Linked DNA regions of Danio rerio: region 2 is linked to region 1. The links are chromatin contacts, called in public HiCAR-type maps. All regions are on one chromosome and are shown on one strand. Each heading gives the region's core, a stretch centred on a gene start, on an enhancer-like site or on the middle of the called end of the contact. The rest is flanking DNA. Distances are from core to core; before and after follow the strand shown. Region 1 holds the start of nudt14 (nudix (nucleoside diphosphate linked moiety X)-type motif 14). Region 2 holds the start of jag2b (jagged canonical Notch ligand 2b).

Region 1 (2,741 bases), core at 142-2,641:
TGTAAAATCATGTCAAGCCATCAAGAGACTTATTATGTCAATAACAACAGACTAGATGATGTCATTTCTGAGTGTGAAAGCTGTATTCGCAGAAAAAAATTGTTACCCTACATATAGAGGTGACAGTTTTGCACTTTCAGTGCTTGTAAAGAAAAGGTAACTCACAAACATCCCCAGCTCTCAAGACACTGTTGTAAACAGTTTAAACATACAGCTGAACCATTTTAAGTGTCCTTCAGAGTTGCTACCTCATATGTCACTGTTTACTAAGGCTTAACTATTGAAGGAAAAGAATAAGTAAAGATGTCTCAAGGAAGAGGGGATAAGCTTCTTCAGCTGGTTTGTATGAGACGTTAGCAAAAGCATAAGGTCAGATAAGAAACCTGCACCCATCCTGATGCTTACAGCTTACCTTTGGGATTCTTAAAACATCAGTGTCAAATATATTCTTCTGTTTTCTCTAAACTACATTGAAACCATATGTTTAGATGGTTCCTCGTAGATCACAAATGCTTTAAGGGAATCAGATAAGCATAAAGATTTACTTTGCAATCGTGGAGTGAAAGACAGAAAATGAGGATGAAACATGTAAGTTGCAAGACAGAAAGGCTGAGTTTTGAATGGAATGTACTGCAAAGTATAAAAGTAGTATGATTTTTGCATTTTGGTGCATTTTTTCTATATAGTACTGAAACAGCAAAGATTAAGTTTGTCATGCTAGGAATAGGATGTGTGTGAATTAAACCACGTGTGGATGTGAACTAATTCCGCTTTATTGTGCTTATATGAACACACAGACAGACAGTATATTCACTTTAAGGCCACATTTTATCAATGTTAGAAGAGCTAAATCGATTATTTTTCGGATCAGTTGTCATTTTATCTACAATAACACAAGATGATACATTTATCCTAGAAGAAGATGCTGGGTAAAATTAATAATTCACTAGCCCTGAAAGTCTCTGTAAAGATTTACAGAAAGTTACTAAATGTAGGGCTTTTGGCGGTTTATTTACAAAATCGCGCGCTCCCTGAAGTTGGCGCTAAATCTGAGGTTCAGTCAGCACGAGTCAAGCACACCTGCATTCGCGCGTCAGGCGCGCGCGCTGTAAAGCTTGAAAGAGGACGTGCTGAGGCGACAGAGTCCGTCATTTAACCTTAAATCAAATGAGAAAGCGAATGACCTCATCCACCCGCAACTAACGCTGACTGGCGGTTTTCTGCGCCGCAGCCCACAGAGTCATCTCTGTAGAACATTACTACAACGCAAAGACGAACAGCGCTCTTATTCTGTCCTTCCCAGGCTTCCGTAGACGTTTCCCTCATTCTCCAGTAGTCTGCGGCTCTGCCATCTGTGGTGAGAAGTACCCGTGGGCAGCTTTGTCAAAGCCATGGAGCAGATCAATAACATTCAGGTGGTTCCGTGCACCAGCTCGAACTATTTGAGACCGTTTAGGGTGCATTATAACCAGGTGAGTCGCTATAGTTTCATCGCACGTTATCATCTGTCAGTGATGCGGTCACACCTCATCATTTTGCTGTCAGCAGCCCAACCCCCATTCATTCTGTCATTGCTTTTATCGACCAACATTGCGTCTGATGTTTCACCATGACTATAACATCAGGATGACAAACGATGTATTGAAAAGAATATGTTGCTGATATCGTGTTTTGTGATCTTAGCTTAACTAGCAAGATGCTATTTAGCTATAGACAGGAAGGCAGTCACTTTCCCTCGAGCACATGCTTTACATTAAAACCAGCACAGCTGCCATACAAAGGCTTTATTAAAAGCCTGATGCACACAATATTGCACAGCTACTGCTGCAAAGTAATGATATACTATCCTGATATATACATGCTAGTGGACAAGCTAAGTTATTATCTATCTATCTATCTATCTATCTATCTATCTATCTATCTATCTATCTATCTATCTATCTATCTATCTATCTATCTAATAACCAAAAATAGTAATTCTATATGTGATTTTAGTACTTCATCCGCTTAACCCTTTATATGGCTCTTATTGAAATATTGAAAAAACACAAGTATTATTGGGGGTTATTACAAGGCTTTTTAACTTTTATATATATATAATTATTATCATGATAATTTTAAGTTCACTTCAATTTTGTTTATTTTCTATTAAATATTAGCTAAAAGTTTTGGCTTGTGGGACAGTGACAGTCAAATATAGTATTTAGCTGTATTTATGACAGTTCATTTACAAAATATGCTCATGGAACATGATCTCTACATAATCTAATGACGTCTGGCTTAAAAAAAGTCTGAAATTTTTACCCATACAGTGTATTTTTGGCCATACAGTATATGCTGTCTATTTATTTCATAGTCTTGTTCAAATTGTTTAATGCACAGGTAGGTCTAGTGAGTCATTTTTGATCAATGTTTAAAATTCATGCACTAGCCTCTAACATATTTTAGGAACCATAGTAAATTGGTTACAATGACAGTTGCTATGCTGCTTGTTGCTTATACACGGACACTGGAATGCTCAAAAGCCATGTCTATCATTAAACAAGCTGAATGTAAGTTTTTGACTCCTCTTAAGCATAAGTTGGCCAATATTTTAGAAACATGCCGAGGTAACACACTTGTTTATATGAAAAACAATACTAAATGTCATTTATTCTGCATTGTAAAATTGCAGAATGTGCTTTTGGCCTCTATAACTTGCCCTCTGCCAGTTTAACTTTAGCACCGATATTTGACTCATA
Region 2 (3,165 bases), core at 382-2,881, 120 kb after region 1:
AATGATGTATGTTTTGCAAAGGAAGTTACCAAATGCCAAACATAATGCTGGCTGCTGTGCTAAATCTGATGTGCAGTATGTTGTGAAGTTTTGAGAAATTGTTAAGGACTCAAAACAGAGCCAGGGACAAATTCATGCATGCACAAAAAATAAATAAATAAAATTCTGCAGCAAGGGGATGTGTTTCTGATGCCTGTCATAGGCAACATCATGTCTATAAGGAGAAAAAAACAGGTGCGCTTGAGCATTCTGTCCTTTTATAGTTGCAGCTTGTGACATCATGCTTTTGTTTTATGTACTGTAGGTGTCATTGGTTCATGTTGAATTCATATTCAGACACACTTTGTAAGTGTACTGGAACATTCTTTATTAAAGTACATTCAGTCTGCTTTATGGCTTGCTCCATGGTTTGCATGGCAGTGTACCAGTTTATTCCACAGTGAACCACAGCAACAGAGCAATCTCATCAGAGTTTGTTTTACTCTAACCAAATCGGATATAAATTAATATTTATACCAGTAAAGAATACACTTTTCTGACACTCAGTTCAGGACTTGAGGCTTTTATTAACAAGATTCTGATATAAATAAAGTGTAAGAAAGAGAGACAGAAAGAAAAAAAAGTGCGTTGTTGGGGTACAATCGAGGACAAGCAGGTCTAGCTGGTCTACCAGCCTAGCCAAGCTGATGTTCAGCTGGTTTAGCTGGTTGGCAACCAAATGGAAAATGCCCAAAATGCATGTAAAACCAGCCCAAGATGTATTTAGATTTGTTTTAGATACTTGATTGGTTTTCAGATGTTTTATTAGACTATTTTGAACATTTCCAGCAAGATTGAGAACTACTACATTGGATGCTAAGGTAATAGGAACTTATATAAATTAATTAGATGTTGAGATTTTGCTTGTAAATGTTTTTCAAAGTTTGTCTTCATCTTGTTAGGATGTCTCTTTCGAGGTCAATGCGAGGATGTACAGTAGAGGGCGCTCTCACCTGTGGCAAATCACACTAGCAGGCTGAGCACGCATCAGGACATCAGCGGGGATATACAGCTTTTTTGAGGTTTTCAAGGCTAATTTTCTTGGTTTTGTGGTTTCCACATATAATGCCAATTTTAAATGACAATTTAAAGCACTTCCATTCATAAAGCAATTTCATTCTTGTTTACCATAGTTGCTATTGTTTTAATAAATGTGCCACAATGGTACAGTAAACAAATGAAACAAATGAACAAACGTTAACATAGTGTCTATTAAAATGTAAGAAAATATTCTTGAGAATATATACACATTTCTAGTCAACATGTGGGCACTTTAAATGCGACATCTCTGTTATATTTGTAGTCTGGTCATCACTGTGTGTTTAGAAATCATTAACGTGATAAAAATACTAATTCTGCAAATTACGCATTACAAATATCCAAATTCCTGACAGAAAAGAAAGCACGCTGTTTAATTGCTCGTTGTGAAACAGAGGGAATAGAGCTCGTAAGTTTTTTGGCCAGGCTCCGCCCCCGAGTGGCGATTGGCCAACCGCATCAGCAGGGGGGATACTGATTGGCCCTTCCAGCTGTCAATCACGCGAGATCTCCTCAGGCGTGTGGTAGCCGTGAAACATATCATTTGCCGTGAAGTGATCAGACCGAGGGAGAGATCAGCACAGACCATCACCGCGCAAACACACCACGCTCGTGAATTTTTGCATGTCAGGAACGGAGGATCCTGTCGCCGGTCATCGGCCGTTTTCCATCTTGCGTTTATAACACATCAAATCGGCGGCATGTGGAATTGTATCAGGATTAGGAATTGGCTCCCAATCGCGTGCCTGCTGTTAACGATGTGGACGAAGGTGAGAGCTCTGATTGTTATTAGTGTTGCAGATCGATTTAATTGCCGTAGCACTGATCAGGAGGCAAAAGTTGATGGGTGTGGGCAGACGATTTCAACCGTTTCTGCTTAAAGTGATCGATATTTGAATTACGCAGCCACATGTGCGCGTGCATTTGGAAATGTCAGATGTAAGAAATGTTAACTTGAAACACGATTCCTCATTAAAAGCACGGGTGGATCAGTTTTATAGGATATTGTATGAAATAAAGCCGATTTTCTCATCTCATCCGCATAACAGGTTTGCAAAATTGTAGACTGATTCTCTGGAGACTTGAATGCACAAGCGCACGCGACACATTCCCTCAAATTAACATTAGCACAGATTTATCTGCATTTCTGTAATGCACAATCAGCATTATGATTGCTCTGTTTGTTTGTTTATTTATTTGTCTTTCTGTTTTTCAATGTATTTTTAGGTGTCCCAGTCCTCTGGCTATTTTGAGCTGCAGCTGATTGCTGTAGAAAATGTAAACGGTGAGTTGTGGGACGGGGAATGTTGCGACAGCACGCGGAACTCTCAAGACCAGCGCTGCGTGCGGGACGAGTGCGATACTTACTTTAAAGTGTGTCTGAAGGAGTACCAGTCTGAAGTCACCACCACTGGACAGTGCACCTTCGGCTCTGGATCTACCGACGTTCTTGGTGGAAATATAATTTCTTTTAAGACCGCAAAAAACAGCCCCAGCAAAACGAGCGACGTGGGAAAGATCATCATCCCTTTTCACTTCGCCTGGCCGGTGAGTCCTCGTCTTCTCCATGGGCTGTAATAAAAAAACGCGCCGCGGTGAGCTGTCACTGCTCGGAAGTTGAGTGCACTATATTGTTAGGGTGATGACAGGGTCTCTATTTTAATCGTGGGGCGTGTAGGCTGCTGTCTTTTAACGATTTTCTGTTATTTCTGTGACTGCTTCATCTGTAGGGCACTCACTTTGCTCTGCGTGTTTGAAACGGGCTGCTTGAAGGTGCATTTAAGGTGACACGCACCTCTTAAAGAGATAGCTCACTGTTGAATGGAAATTCTGCTACTTGGTCACCTTGTTTCCCACCTGTGTTGGTTATTTATTTTAGAAACACGAAGTAATTAGATAATATTGTTATTTACTCGAAGAAATATTGATTGAAAGTGAATGGTGACTTAAGTCTGTCATCCTGTCAAGCGGAAGCTTTAAAAGATACTTTCTAACAGAATAGTTTGTTTTAATTGGCTGTGTTACAAATCTGCTTAGTTGTACATCTTGTTTTGGTAGCATAAGAGAATATACAAGGCGGTTTAGGTA

What was found. HiCAR-type assays count read pairs that join an accessible place to other places.
Region 2: a contact with region 1 is called in a HiCAR-type map of caudal fin, with 5 times the contacts expected there. The contact joins the promoter of jag2b here to the promoter of nudt14 in region 1. A contact is called at or near these places in 1 of 18 Hi-C or Micro-C datasets (embryo) and 3 of 4 datasets of contacts at active chromatin or transcription factors (caudal fin, embryo and gastrula embryo).

What each region holds. Positions count from the first base shown.
Region 1 is chr20:23,812,449-23,815,189 of GRCz12tu, forward strand. It overlaps nudt14 (nudix (nucleoside diphosphate linked moiety X)-type motif 14), which reads left to right and starts at 1,392. Exons shown (of 5, transcript NM_001044888.1): 1 at 1,392-1,472. The coding sequence starts at 1,392.
Region 2 is chr20:23,934,704-23,937,868 of GRCz12tu, forward strand. jag2b (jagged canonical Notch ligand 2b) reads left to right here and starts at 1,632. Exons shown (of 26, transcript NM_131862.1): 1 at 1,632-1,847; 2 at 2,305-2,625. The coding sequence starts at 1,779.